Regions from separate parts of the Mus musculus genome. Here regions 1 and 3 are each linked to region 2. Evidence: chromatin contacts called from public Hi-C and promoter capture Hi-C data. All regions are on one chromosome and are shown on one strand. Each heading gives the region's core, a stretch centred on a gene start, on an enhancer-like site or on the middle of the called end of the contact. The rest is flanking DNA. Distances are from core to core; before and after follow the strand shown. Region 1 holds the start of Cbx7 (chromobox 7). Region 2 holds the start of Nptxr (neuronal pentraxin receptor). Region 3 overlaps Sun2 (Sad1 and UNC84 domain containing 2).

Region 1 (4,915 bases), core at 1,991-4,490, 130 kb after region 2:
GGCCTTAAGTTCTGCAGCAAAGGGGAGAGAAGGTGTCATTCTCAGATGATCTAGTCAAGTGGCTCTGAGCAGACACAAACAGGAGGGCTATCAAGGCACTAGCTCCCATTCTCTTCAGGGAAGCTGTAGACATGATCAGCTGCAGATGAACGAAGATAGCGCAGCTGAGCACCTCTGAGGACACTGACCACTAGTGACCAATGGAGGGGCATTTGGGAATGGAAGATGGGGGAGGGGGTAGACAACATGTGCTGTGCCTGTCAGTCATCAGGTACAGCACCTGGATGCCTGCCTGCAGTCCACCCTGAACCAATACCCAGGTCACCATCCCTCCATGATTATCTCAGGATCCAATCACAAGGTCAGCCCTCCACCTCCACCCCTCCCACACACAGACAGAGGAAGAAAGTCCTGTCCAGAGGTGGTCAGAGCCATCAGGAAAGCAGAGGGGTTGTCCAGGAGGCAGAGCAGATCACTCACAAGCCAATAGAGAGGTTCTATATCTAGCCTGTTCTCACCGGCAGCAACTCTCTGCTGGGAGGTGACTGGTTAGCGAGAGACTCCTGGTTAGGTCTCAGCACCAGAGGCCCACCGGCTGTGCTGTGTATCAAACCTAGCTCTCTAGCCCACAACATTAGGAGAGAATACTGGAAATTCAGAGAAGCCTGGAAATGAGCAGGCTCTGCTCTGCCTCCCCTGGCTGTGTGACCCAAGGAAAGTTGCTCATTGTCTTTGACTCTGTCTCTTCACCTGAAAAGCTCAGAATCAGAGCTACTTAAAAATAAAATAAAATTAAAAAAAAAAAAAAGATAACTTACTTGGTAGGCAAGGGAGCACCATCCAAACCCAAGATGACCCAGGCTCTGCCTTTCCCTACCCTGAATGCAGTGAGGACTGGGGAGCCACTGCCCAAGGTTCCCCTCTCACCTAGCACTGAACCTGCCCCACATGGGGACCTCTTCCCCTTGGCTTGCAGCCATTTCCGAAGCCAAGATGCTAGGGCCTTTGCTTCATGGCCAGCAAGGGAGCAGGATGAGGGGATAAGGAGGCCACCCCTTACCAGGGGGGAATTAAGGCCTAGAAAAGCTGGTGATTGAGGAATGCTTGCTAAAAAAGCAACAGGAGCTAGGGCCAGCCTGGTGAGAGGATGACAGACAGGGGACACACAAAGGACTCTTACTTGGGGGGCCATCCTTTCCACTTCACCAGATATTCAACTTTGCCCTGTGAAAAAAAGAAAGGAGATAGGGTGAGACATACATACTCTACCACCACCTGCGGGACAATAGGACCCTCTGCCACAACACAGTATCACCAACCTGTGAACCTCAAGATTGTCAACCTGGAGTCAATACCCCCCAAAACTCTGGCTACCATGCGACATCCCTACAGGCCTCCTTGCTGCCCCACGGGAGTATTATCTGGTCCCAGACATCCCTGGAATCCTAGAGAAACTGAGACCACATGGGACTGTGCATGTAGAGCCTTGTGCGGTGGCTGAAGGACCACCATGCCAGGACCATGATTCCTCACTTTCAAAAAAAAAAAAAAAAAGCCTCAGGTAGAGGCAGCCCAGCAGGCCCTCCACTTGTTAGAAATTGGAGCCTCAAGGGAAAGGGGTCTCTAAGTGTCTCATCCAGCACCATGCACTGGATGAAATATCAACATGGGAGAGCTTTGAGTTCCTCTTCTCTGATCCACCTTGCCAAAGAGTCCCCCCCAGCACCACGCAGTGGACAGCTCTTTATGAAAAGCCTTTGTCCACCAAAGGCATCCACCTTTCCTTTCTCCTGCATCCTTCGTTCATCCTGCATCCTTGTCCTCTGCCAGAAAGCCAGTTCTGAGAGAGAAAAGGGAGCCTTGAGCTCTAGAGTACACTGCCGCCTCGGTAGAGATTTGGGAGTGCTGAGTTGAGCGAATGAGTCCCCTGTCTGACCCACCTCTCTGTTCCTTGTTAGAGGAGATGATGTCTATACCCGCTTCAGTCTAGTACCGAGAAACAGCAAGGAAAGAAAGCAGCCCTAATCAATAGATCGCCAAGCTCCAAGCCACCTACCTTGGGCCCACCGGAACCCGTGCTGAGGATGCTACAGCAGACACTCTCATGCCTGCACTTAAGCCAAATGGAAAAAAGGTGGCTTCAGGAGCCTCCGAAACAGATGGCAAGGAGAAAAGGAGAGGGGACCCTCCCTTAGATCCAGGACAGGAACTCTTTTCATTGCATATGGCCAGCTCCAAGTTCACTCTGGGAAGAGCCCATCAGCAAGCACGTGCACAAAGATCGCAGACTTGAGGTCTGGACAGGAAACTGCAGGTTGAGGTGTGCGGCCCTAAGCGCGGCAAAACCACCTCCTTAAATCTCAGGGTGTGTGTGTGTGTGTGTGTGTGTGTGTGTGTGTGTGTGTGTGTGTGTGTGTGTGTGTGTAAGTGTAAGGCCTTGGCAGAGGTGGGAGGAGCTTTGAGGATGTCCCAACAACAGTGGCCCAGGCTTCAGGGCAGCAGCACCCGGCTGGAAGGTTGGGGGAGGGGAGGAATGGGAGCGGAGAAGAAAGGTGTGCCCTGGGGGGTTGGGATCGGGAAGGTCAAAGTCCAATAAGAAAACTTCAGAGGCCACAGGAGACTTTCCTAAAGCTCTGCGGCCAACTTCAAAGGACTTGGTACTAAATATCCAGAGAGCCGAGTTCGAGACTCACTTTGACTCTAACGCACTGGCAAGTTGCTTCATCAACTTGAGCTTTAGTCTCCTCGAAAGTGAGCGTAAAGGGAACGAGACGGAATAGAACTCAGGATCTCTAGTCCTATCTTCATCTCCATCCCAGGTGGCCTCGGATGCACCAACATCCGAGGGCAACAACTTTAACTCTACTGGCCCTACATAGTGGTGGGGAAAGTGAGGAACAGGATGTGGAGACCCGCCAGGCAGCCCAGGGTCCCCAGGTCACCCCTGCACCACTTTCTGCTCTGCCCAACCTGGAGTGGGCGGTGCTGAGGAGCGGGAGGCAACCTCGCCCTGTCCCGGGAGCCGCCCCCGAGCAGCCTCACCTTCCGCACGCGCTTCTTCCGGATGCTCTCCACCGCAAACACCTGCTCGCCTATGGCTGACAGCTCCATGCGGGGCGGCGGGCGAGTGGGCCCAGGACCGGACCGGGCTGGGCCGGGGGTGGAGCTGCGGGGCCGCGGCGGCTGCGCGCGATGCTCGGGACGGCGGGGACCCCGTCAGGCTCGTCCGGGCGCGCACGCGCACGCGCGCACACCCCCTAGTGTTCCCTCACGCCGCCGACGTTCCATTTTTGAACCTGCGCAACGTTTTCCCCAGCGCCAGAGAGCGGGTGCGCGCGCGCGTGCCTCTGAAAGCGCCCAGAGGGTCAGCTCCGCCCCCTCGCTGCCGGAGCCACGCCCTACTCCTTAACCCCGCCTGCTGACCAAATTGGGCAGCTGGCAGCAGGTCTGATGCTCCTGGCAGTCTAAGGTCCATCCCATCTCTCAGTTCGGCTTCTGGGCTGGACGTGATCAGTCTTCCCAAGTCCCCCTAAAGACTGAGAAGGTCCGAAATGAAGTGGCCTTAAAGCCGAGATTAGCAAGCAAGTAATCTCAGTATTTAGACAGCTGAGGCAGGAAGATCAGGAGTTCAAGGCCAACCTTAGCTATGTAAGACCCTGTCACAAATAAATACATTGAAACAAGGATTGGAGAGATAGCACTTCTGCTCTTTCAGAGGACCTGGGTTGGTTCCCACCTCCAACATTATGGTTCACAACTGTGGCTCCATGGAATTCCATACTATCCTCTGATGTACTCATACACAGTGTGCACATACGTACACGCAGGCTAACAACCACTCATACACATAAGTATTTATTCAGAAATAAGACAAAACCTTTAAAGTTGGAGGTAGTACTTTATGCCTTTAATCCCAGCACTCGGGAGGTAGAGCCAGGCATATCATTATGAGTTCGAGGCCACTTTGTTCAAAACAGTGAATTTTAGGACAGCCAGTTTCCTTTCCTACAAAGGAGACAAGGTCCGGCCGGGTCCGCGCGGCAGGAGGGACAGACAGCAAAGCTTTCCACCCGGAGTACGTAGTCTAAGCAGGCCTGAACAGGTGCCTCTGAGTCCCCCGCTCCAAGCACGCTTCCACCCATCAACCCAAACCAGTCTTAGTAGGTGATGCGAAAACGCACCGCGAGCGCCCTTCCCTGAGGGACCAGGCTAGGCGCTGCTAACACCTCGTCGCAGGTGGAGACCCACTTTTGCCGTCTGCAGATCCCACAACAGCCTGGACTCCAGTGGTTTTTCCACCTCGCCCTTGGTTTGCTGACCGTTTGCCTCAACTAAATGTGGAAGGAAAAAAGTCCTCACCCCGGAGCCAGCACCAAGCCTTTTCAGTTTTCGGCATTGTTGAGGACAGGTCCGAGTCGTCCCCAACTCCTCCCATTTCCTCCTAATTCCTGCTGTTCTGACCTTCTGGAGGAGACTCAGGGCTTCCCCCTCAACATCACCACCCCCCACAGCCTGGATTCTTAGCAACAATCCCCTCCCCCACGGGGCCCAGTGATCGCAGTGCGCTTTCTACCACCAGACCCGACCGAGTCACTCAGTGCTTAGAAGCATTCTGGGGTTCCCTATTCTTAGAATAAACTCTAAGCACCTATGTCTGGCGAAGAAAAAAAAGAGAAAAAGAATGTTACATTGGCACCTGAGCTTTTTTTTTTTTTTTTTCAAATCAAGTGCAAAGGAAGCCAGAAGGCAGGGGATGACATGTCCCTGTCCCCAGAGAAAATTACCACCATCCGAGAACTATAATATTCCATGGAAACATCTACTAAGAACAAATGTACAATGAAGATATTTACGAATACAGACCCTAGAAATTCCCCTATCCCTAAGGGGAATTCCAACCCAAGAACAAGACAAG
Region 2 (4,475 bases), core at 412-2,911:
TGAAGGTGGGGGTTCAAGCAGCTGACTTCATGGTGGTCTGCTGGGATGGAGCCTACAACCTTCCCACAGGTATCTCCTCAGCTTGAACTTGGAGCCCTATACATGCTCTCTCTGCCCATTTAATTTGTCCATGCTTTCACTTCACCCTTGCCTTGCCCAGCTACAGCCTGGGGGAGGAGGCTGGGGCCACAGCATCAGCCCTATCTCGCCCCTCCTTCGAGGATTTATTCCGTGTCTGGAAATCAGTCCATGTCTGGGAATGGCCAAGGCTTTCCTGTCTGTTTGTCCTGCTCAATCTATCTTATCTATTTGTCCCCAGACTGGGAATTTGTAACAGAGAGGAAAGGGACCATAGGCATAATCAGTCAATGCCTTAGCATCACACACAAACCCGAGAAGGGTCCCTACTCCCCGGGGACTCCTTGTATCTGACCTGGAAAAGGAGGCGGAGGGAGCTAAGTACACCCCTATTGAGGAGTCATCCGCTGATTTACCCCAAGAGTTCAGAGCTTCAGGTACATAAAGCTGGGCGTGGCCCGGGGATGAGAGGTGATGCAGGCGTGCAGGTTGGTGCTAATGAGGCACTCTTGGGCTTGCCAAGACAGCTAACGGTACTCCTAAAGGTAGTGAGTACGGGGTGGGAGCTGCTCTAGGTTCCCGAGGAGAGCATCTAAGGAGACCATGTGCCAAACATCCCCACACCTGCATCTCAATCAATTTTCACTACAAGTGGACGCCGTTCTCCCATTCTCGTGCCCCGATCACCGTGCCAGGTTCCCACCGGCGATTCGGACCAGAACACTTCCATGGTGCCTGCCAGGGGCATGCTTCAGGTGACCCGACCGCAGCTCCAGGGACCCGGGACCCCCGCGCCGCAGGCTGAGCAGGGCCCCTCCACCCCGTGTCCCCCGACGGCGCACCACTCACCTCGATGCGCTCGATGCGGTCTCGCAGCGCGCGCACCGCGTCCTCCAGCTCCAGCAGCAGCGCAGGTGAGTCCCAGGCGCCGTCGGCCATGGTGTCGCGGCGGGGCCCGGCGTCCTGGAGGCCGCGCGGCAGGCCGCTCTCACAGCGGCCCAGCTTGCCGGTGAGCTCGCGGATGGTGTCCCGGTCTGCGCGGATGCGCGCCTCCTGCTGCAGCGCCGTCTGGCGCAGCTGCTCCGCGGTGCTCTGCAGCAGCAACAGCTCTGCGCGCTCGCCTGCCGCGTCCCCCTGCTCGGCCCCCGACGGGCAGGCGGCGGCCAGCGGCGTACAGAGGAAGCGACTGAGCAGCGGCACGGGCGGCGGCGGGAAGACGCTGGCCGCGGGCTCCCCGGGCAACACCGAGGGCCCGGCCGAGCCGCCTGCGCTGTGCAGGGCGCTCAGGCTGCGCTGCGGACCCGAGCCACCGGCGGCCGAGGCGGCCGAGGCGTTGTCGGTGCCGCCGGGCAGCGCGCGAGCGGGGCTGGCCGCCAGGGGCACGCTGGCGATGATGCAGATGACGGCACCGAGGAACGCCAGCATGCCCGCGGCCAGCAGCACGGCCAGGAACTTCAGCGTGAGGCGCGGAGGGGGCGCGCGAGGCCCCCGGCAGGCGCGGCGGCGGGGGTCGGGGCGCAGGGCCCGGGAGCGCGGGAGCCGGAACGGGAGCCGGAGTGGGAGCCGGAGCTGTCGCCGCGGCCGCTACTGCCGCCGCTCTGAGCCCGCGCGGCGGGAGGAGGAGGAGAAGGCGGGCGCGGCGGCCCCGCCCCACTCGCTCCCCCGGGGCCGGCCGAAGCCCAGCCCCGCACCCGTTCCGTGCCGGGAGCCCGACTGCGTGCGCCACGCCCAGGGCTTCATCTCACTCAGAAGGAGGTGACTGGATGGCTACGTGGCGGCTGGGTTCTAAGGCGACCCTGCGTCCTGGCCTCTGGTCCTCTCCGGGTCCTCCCGCCCCCCGGAATGCCCATAGCTGTGTCCCTGCGGGGCTCTGGCCTCAGCACGCTGCAGCCTCGGTTGCAGTTAACACCAGTCTGAACACGTTCAAGATACAAATGAGGAAACTGAGGGCCCTGGGCTCAGCGTGATGCCGGCTCCGTTGTAGTTAAGCCTCAGCCTGAACATGCTCCTGATAACAAAGAGGAAACTGAGACCCTCTGAAACTGAGGCCAAGTGGCAGCCCAAGGTCACAGCTAGAATGCATTTGAAGCAGCATTGAGGTGAGCCACATCTGCCTGGACAGGACTACTAAGGTGAAAGCTAGCGATCAAAGAGACAGCAGTCGAGGGTGAGGAGGCCTAATCTGTTTCTGCTGTGGTCACCTGAGTGTCACCTGCTACCTCCTCTTTCCAGAAGAGCAGGTTCGCTCTGCTCCAAGCACCCCATCTGAGCCCTTAGGTCTGCAAGCATCAAAGTTGCCAGAGGATAATCCCCTAGCTCGCTGCAGCCTCTGTCAGAATGGCAGGTGGGATGCAAGCTGGTGGGCGCCAAGACCAGGCAGGAGTGGGCTATGTGTGTAGGTTTTACTTTATCGTGCCTAAAATGCCTCTATATATATTCTGTTGAAAATTAACTTTGCAATGAAAAACGTTAAAAATCTTCCCACCCTTTCCAGTCCGGCTTCAGCCCTGCTGTTCTGCAGGCTGTCTCTGCCTGGGATGGATTCCTGAGCTGGAAGAACCCCTGGAGGCCATGAAGGTTCACGCTGCAGCCTGGTAATGGCTCACTAAGTCCTGAGCCAAGTCTTGACCATCTCAAAAGTCTCTGACTCCCCACAGCTACCAACGTGGACATGACTGGGGACCAGGACCTTTCTGAGGAGGCAGCAACCTCCAGAATCCTGGGGGACCTTGCCTGGTCACTGGCACCCCATTGGAGGTCCATGAGCATCCGTTCTGACTCCCTTCATTTTCCAGGCTGGGGGTTATGTCACCTCTGCTCACCCACACCCTAGAGTCAGGGATTGTTGTCCAGATATGCTAGTGAGAGGCACAATGCGGGCTCTGCTCATCATGAGCACCCAGAGCTGCGTTGATGACAATTAATAACCTGAGACCCCAGCCCAGGCAGCACGGCTCAGAGGAAGCATCCACAACTGGAGATCTAGCCTCAGATCTTTGGAGGCAATGACAGGCATTGGGCCCCCTACAGCCTTAGGGGTAGAGACGATATCAGCACCCCAGCTGATTCTAGTATGTCCATGAAGACAGACACGCAGACAAAAATCCCGATGGAAAATGTTCTTCAAGGGCCAGGAATGCCAGGAGAGGCCAAGAGGAAGTCACTCCCAGTAGCAGAACAGTCAAAGGTAATTTGAGTGTCGTCAGCCACCCTGGGAGTTCCGAGGCAGCTGAGTGGACAAGTGCAGGGGCTGGAGGTGGATCTTGTTTAAACTAGTCTATTAATTGCTTGGCATGACTATTAAGCCAATGGTATTAATAAGTCACACACACCCTGCTTAAACACCTGCGGCCGGCACCCCATCTCCTGTTGGCAACTATCTTTACAGGGATATCTACATGGTAACAACTTTGGAAAACATTGTATTGTCCTCTGAGGAGAGAACAGGTTTGCTTGCTGATCAGAGTACAGTTCACATCTCTGGGACCACAGTGGGGTGGGTCAGCTGATAGACCATCAAAAGAAGACCGAGGCTGTCTCAGCTCACGGTGTATTGGCTGTACTGCAGACCTACAGTGTGTGTCTAAGTTCCTATATAATTCCATGAAGGCACTGGGGGCTATTGTCTACATGCAGTAAATGCTGCCTGTTTTGATGTGAATAAAGTCTCTCTCTGCCTCCCCACTCCCATCCCCCTTGTCCCCCACCACCACTTCTATCCCCACCCCCGTCCCCAGAGGGGAGATTCTTGACTTTTCTCCAGCATCTGTGAAACCTGCTGACTTGCTGGTTTGTTTTTGTTTGTTTTTGAGACAAGGTCTTTCTATGTAGCCCTTGGAGGCTTGGAACTCTGTCTCAAGTTCCTCAAGAGACCAGGTTGGCCTCAAACTCATAGATATCCCTCTGCCTCAGCTTCAGAGAGCTTGGATTAAAGGTGTGCACTGTTGCACTTTGCCCTAATTTGCCAGTTAGCAGGTGAGGTGGATCTCAGGCCTTTCTTGACACCTTCTGTGTCCCCCCCTCTATAAAATGAGGAATGTGAGAGTATACAAAATATAAAATGAGAGTACACAAAAAAATTTCTCTCTGGACTGGGGAGTGCTCAGCTGGCAGAGTGCCTGGCTAGCAGGCATGAAGCCCAGGTATCACATAAACCAGGAAGTGGTACATGTCTGTAATCACAGCGTTTGGGAGGTAGAGACAGGAGGATCAAGAGTGCCAGGTTATCCTGGGCTTCATGAGACCCTGTTGAAAGACAGGGGTGTGGGGACAGGGAGATACAGAGTCACAGAGACAGAGACATGTACACACAGAGAGAGAGACAAACAGAGAAAGACACACAGAAACACACAGAGACAGGCACACACAAACATACACAGAGGAGAGAGACAGAGACA
Region 3 (4,917 bases), core at 1,077-3,576, 75 kb before region 2:
GCCCAGCAGTTGCCTGGGTGCACATCTGGCTGGAGGGGGTGGGAGGCATGTCAGAACAGGGCCTCTAATCCATCTGTGGCTGACTGAGACGGGCATCCCCCACTGTGTTTAGAGTGCCCACCTGCAGAATGACCCGAGGTGACTGGGAGTGGTACCACAGGGGGATGCCAAAGAGGCTGAGGAGTGCCGTCTTGGTCTCATAAGTCTCAGAGCAGCGGGTGCTGATAACACTGGCTCCTGTCACAGGAAAGAACGATTTTAAATCTCAAAGTGGGTTGGCCCACTACTCAGGTAGTGGTTCCAGGACTAAAAAGGCGGCCAGGGAAGAGACTGCTACTGCCTGCCTTAGAGAGCATGGGAACAAGTTCCTCAGGCCCACCCCTTAGCTCTAACCTAGTCTCACAGAGCCATTCCCAGCCAGGGGTCCACTCTGGCTCATGGCTTCCCTCAGCCACCCTTGCCTTGGATGGGAGTCTAGTTTGTGCTGGTGTCAAGCCTTGTGTGCTTAGCACTGTGCTGCCTGGCAGACCTGGGGCCTCGCCAGTGTAAGGACCAGGATACGGTGAATTGGTGAAGGCACACACACCTCCTGATTCCAGGGCGTAATCCACCATTCCAATCCTGTCCTCACTGTAGCGCTGCAGGGCCTGCTTGACGATCCGGTGCACCTGCTAAAACATGCCCCAGGCAGACATGGGATGTGATTGGGGCATACCAGGTACTGCGTGCATATCCATGAACTGGCCCTGCTGAACTGGCACCAGTAGTACCCAAGCAGGCTTTGTTCATTCCACCACCCACACACACTGAGCCCAGAATCTACACCTGAACCTCCAGCCAGGAGGGTCTATCATGTCCTAACACACATGAAGAGCTGGCAGTGTGAGACTTCCAGGGGAGAGGCAGCGTGTTGGGGGAACAGTCATCCCTTACCTCCTCTGTCACCCCAACTATGCCTTCTTTCTGCAGTATCTGTCCCAGGGACGCTGCGGCCTCCCTGGCTGACTTGCCCTGCATCTCAGCCATCTTGGTAAGGATCTTGTTCTCCAGCTCCTGCAGCTGAGCGTGCATCTCATCTCTCTGCAGGAGCCCGCTGCGCGCACCCCTGTCTCCAAGAAGGAACTGCCTGATCCAGTCAGGGAACTGGGATTCCACCTACAGACAAAGGCAGTGTCACTCAGAAGCTTGCACTAATGGCAGGGGCAGCTATGACAGGGTGGGTGGGCTGTCACTGGAGGAGGAAGCAGAGCTGGAAGGGAAGGCTGGAGCCCCTGAGAGAGGTGTTAGAGGCTAGGAACTCTCCAGGGAACAGAGACTGGGATTGGAAAGCATTTTCCCCAAGAGCCTAGGCCTGCATCAGATCAGCCATGCATGCGCCTCTAGAACAACAGGCCAAAGACGCTGCTCCAGCTGACAGATGCCCCCTCCCAGGCAGGTGGTCTCAGAGGGGAGGTGATTAGTAGGGCTCTGGGTACTTCCCGCTCACATCAGCCCTGGCAGCCTGGATCTTCTGTGGCAGCAGGCCCACTTCATCTGCCACCGAGTTCTGCTTCAGAGTCAGGGCAGCCAGCTCCTGCCGCAGGCTGGCCAGCTGGGCTTCCAGCCGTCCCAGCTCCTTCACAGAGCTCTCCTGGAAGGCCTCCTGGGTCATGCTAGTTCCAGATGGAGGGAAGCAAGGTAAGGCCACACTGAGGAAGGATGAGGGACCCCTGACTGACTCCTGTCATAAGCTGGAAGCCCATCACTGTGTGTGAAGTGCCAGGGCTGCCCTTGGAGTCTGGCAGTAGAACACAGCCCAGGAGCTTGGGTTTGCCTGTCTCACAGCTAATTCTGACCTGATTCTCTGTAGGCTTGGACAGCACAGTTCACAATGCCACAGCCTGCCATGCCTTCACATCTAGGTCATAAGAGCAGAAGGCATACAGAAAAGACCAGCCCACAGGCTCCAGTTTCACTGCCGTGCCTGTCCCTGCCTCCCCAAGGCCTTACCAACCTGCCTTGTACCGTAGAGGCCATAGGCAGGATCCTAAGCTAAGTCTCAGTCAACCAGGCAGAACCCTAACGGGGTGGCAGAGCAGGCCATGGCCAGGTGGCTGCCATTACCTTTTCCATTCTGTCTTCAGCTGCTGGACTCGGGCTTCGGACTCCTAAGAGCAGCAAGAAAGGGCAAGAATAAGCCAAGATGAGTTCAGAGAAGTCTGAGAGTTCTACATGGGAGTGTTTGCTTAACCACGACCTTGAACGGGTGCCCCAGCGCTTTCAGCAAAGATCAAAGCAGGGGAAGTCCTGTGAGTCTCAGCCCTTATCAGACTCATTCCCACCTAGGTTATGTTCACTGAGCACAACACACTCAGCACAGACACCACCCTTGCACCATGCACATCCCGGGGTCACTGTGGACCGTCTGTCCAAGGCAAGTTCAGGCCCCAGAGAAGGCATGAGACTATCCCACCCCCCTCTACTCAACATCCCAGCAGTATCCATGGTAGAACCAAGGACAGATGTAATTGGGTGAGATCCCAGTGCAGGGCTGCATGCCTAGCCCACTGACCTGAGAGGCCTGGACGATCTTCTTGAAGAGATCTTCCGAGTCTTGGTGATGCTCTGCCCTCAGGGTAGCCAATTCTTCCTACCAGATATGAGGACTGGTTGTTTTGGGTGTTTTTTTTTTCTTCTTCTTCTTCTTGTTTTCTTTTGAGGCAGCATCTCTCTATATAGTTATGACTATCCCAGAACTCCCTCTGTAGACAAGGCTGGCCTTGAACTCAGAGATCTCCCTGCTTCTACCTAAGTGAAGTGTTGGGATTAAAGGTGTGCACCACCACACCAAGAGGGTTTGACAGCTGCCCTCGGAATACTTGTGACTAGACATGGTCTAACTGGGTTCCTTCTAGGGTTTTTTCCGGGAGTTTCAGCTCCTGGTCTTATCTACAAGGCTCTGAAATACAAGGAATACCACCTGTGCCTGACACGTCTCTCACCATGGAAGACGGATCATCTTCATCTTGACAGGGCACCTGGCAAATGGCCCTAAGTGACACACTACCATCTCCCCCGGGCCCCATGGGGCCTCCTACATCCCACATGACTGTCAGGGTTTTCTATGGCATTGCCTTTATGAAATGTGCCACCCCACCTCCAGGCAACAATGTTCTCCCACCTGGATATGAGCCACTGTGTCCCTGCGCAAGTCCTCCTTCAGGGTAGCCTCGCGGCGGCTCACCAACCCTTCTAGGAGAGACAGGGCATCTTCATGGCTCAGGCTACTGCCTCCTCCATGGCCAGCAGCCCCCTGCCGCAGCTCCAGGCGTTCCAGCCGTATGGCCTCCTTCTGCCAGTTGGAGGAAAAGTCTGCAGCAAGGGCTTCCAGACGCCGCTCCAGAGAGTGAACCCGGGAGAGAACGCGCTGCTCAGCCTGGTGGGCCGGAAAGACAGAGCATGGGCCCAGGGCAGCACACCACAGGCTTCCCGAGTATGCGCTGCTCAGCCTGGTGGGCCAGAGGAAAGACAGAGCATGGGCCCAGGGCAGCACACCACAGGCTTCCCGAGTATGCGCTGCTCAGCCTGGTGGGCCGGAAAGACAGAGCATGGGCCCAGGGCAGCACACCACAGGCTTCCCGAGTATGCGCTGCTCAGCCTGGTGGGCCAGAGGAAAGACAGAGCATGGGCCCAGGGCAGCACACCACAGGCTTCCCGAGTATGTGCTGCTCAGCCTGGTGGGCCAGAGGAAAGACAGAGCATGGGCCCAGGGCAGCACACCACAGGCTTCCCGAGTATGCGCTGCTCAGCCTGGTGGGCCGGAGGAAAGACAGAGCATGGGCCCAGGGCAGCACACCACAGGCTTCCAGAGTATGCGCTGCTCAGCCTGGTGGGCCAGAGGAAAGACAGAGCATGGGCCCAGGGCAGCACACCACAGGCTTCCCGAGTATGCGCTGCTCAGCCTGGTGGGCCAGAGGAAAGACAGAGCATGGGCCCAGGGCAGCACACCACAGGCTTCCCGAGTATGCGCTGCTCAGCCTGGTGGGCCGGAGGAAAGACAGAGCATGGGCCCAGGGCAGCACACCACAGGCTTCCCGAGTATGCGATGCTCAGCCTGGTGGGCCAGAGGAAAGACAGAGCATGGGCCCAGGGCAGCACACCACAGGCTTCCCGAGTATGGCCACTGGAACAGCTGGGATAGGGCAGCTGGGCATAGTGACACAGGCTGTTAATCCCAGCACTCGGGAGGCAGAGCAAGTGGGTCTTTATGAGTTCAAGGCCAGCCTGTTCTACAGAGGGAGTTCCAGGACAGCCAGTGGTAGTGAAAGTCTCTCTAGGGAAACACAAACAGGGCAAAACCAGCTGGGACATGGCTGGTAGCTGCAGCATCTGGCAGGAGATCCTGGGCATGCATTGCAGGAGGGCTCCCCCACCTCCAGCCCCCCTCAACATGTTGTCACCATCAGATCCCCACGTGGAGGGAAACACAGCTGGGAGAGGGAGTGTGAGCACAGGGACTGGCCAGGAAAATGTTGTGAATCTGTAGGATGGTCACAGGGGCCCAGCTAGGAAGCCCCCCCATGAGCTGTATAAGGTGGGGGAGGCAGCTTTTGGCTTTCACCTGCTTTTCTCTTCCATAGATAATTATACCAAAGAGGAAACGGTTTAAAAGGTTTGCATTTTCCTCATTTAAACGAATGCCCTAGAGAAGCTGTAGTAACAGCCATTCAGAGCTAACGAACGGTGCACCTGATAGTATGTCATGAATATGAGGACAACTGTTGGCCAAACAACAAAATCTTTGCCAAGGGAAATTACAAAACACAATCTACCAACTGTCCTTTAAAGGGCAAAGGACTTTGGGGCAGAGGTCTTGGGTTGTAGGCATTCTCTTTTAAACATGCTTGCACAACTCCCAAGGCAGCAAGCACAGGCTCC

What was found. A called contact is a pair of places that touch in the nucleus more often than the background predicts. Capture Hi-C pulls out chosen DNA fragments and counts their contacts.
Region 1: a promoter capture Hi-C map of adipose tissue shows a contact between it and region 2. The contact joins the promoter of Cbx7 here to the promoter of Nptxr in region 2. A contact is called at or near these places in 3 of 39 promoter capture datasets (the 3T3-L1 cell line, erythroid cells and hippocampal neurons), 1 of 15 datasets of contacts at CTCF or cohesin (large pre-B cells), 2 of 484 Hi-C or Micro-C datasets (embryonic stem cells and liver), 10 of 115 datasets of contacts at active chromatin or transcription factors (cardiomyocytes, craniofacial prominence, embryonic forebrain and 4 more) and 3 of 9 other capture datasets (adipose tissue, liver and pancreatic islet).
Region 3: a contact with region 2 is called in a Hi-C map of CD8 T cells, with 2.4 times the contacts expected there. The contact joins the enhancer-like site here to the promoter of Nptxr in region 2. A contact is called at or near these places in 11 of 39 promoter capture datasets (the 3T3-L1 cell line, 3T3-L1-derived adipocytes, the C10 cell line and 6 more), 5 of 484 Hi-C or Micro-C datasets (CD8 T cells, embryonic stem cells, mammary gland and 2 more), 4 of 115 datasets of contacts at active chromatin or transcription factors (CD8 T cells, embryonic stem cells and pancreatic cancer cells) and 4 of 9 other capture datasets (adipose tissue, embryonic stem cells, liver and 1 more).

What each region holds. Positions count from the first base shown.
Region 1 is chr15:79,929,406-79,934,320 of GRCm38.p6, forward strand. It overlaps Cbx7 (chromobox 7), which reads right to left and starts at 3,241. Exons shown (of 7, transcript NM_144811.3): 1 at 3,043-3,241; 2 at 1,181-1,224. The coding sequence starts at 3,111.
Region 2 is chr15:79,803,048-79,807,522 of GRCm38.p6, forward strand. Nptxr (neuronal pentraxin receptor) reads right to left here and starts at 1,662. Exons shown (of 5, transcript NM_030689.4): 1 at 928-1,662. The coding sequence starts at 1,536. The region is part of intron 5 of Npcd (neuronal pentraxin chromo domain); the gene reads right to left.
Region 3 is chr15:79,726,930-79,731,846 of GRCm38.p6, forward strand. It overlaps Sun2 (Sad1 and UNC84 domain containing 2), which reads right to left. Exons shown (of 18, transcript NM_001205345.1): 9 at 3,161-3,415; 10 at 2,552-2,629; 11 at 2,104-2,147; 12 at 1,487-1,652; 13 at 934-1,155; 14 at 587-671; 15 at 122-237; 16 at 1-29. Among named protein-coding and RNA genes, the nearest start is that of Sun2, 13 kb to the right of the region's middle. Within about 2 kb of position 2,327, at least 39 of the 459 cell types and tissues checked have an H3K27ac peak or open chromatin away from gene starts, as enhancers often do. A contact at or near this core is called in 3T3-L1-derived adipocytes and CD8 T cells, where this site is marked.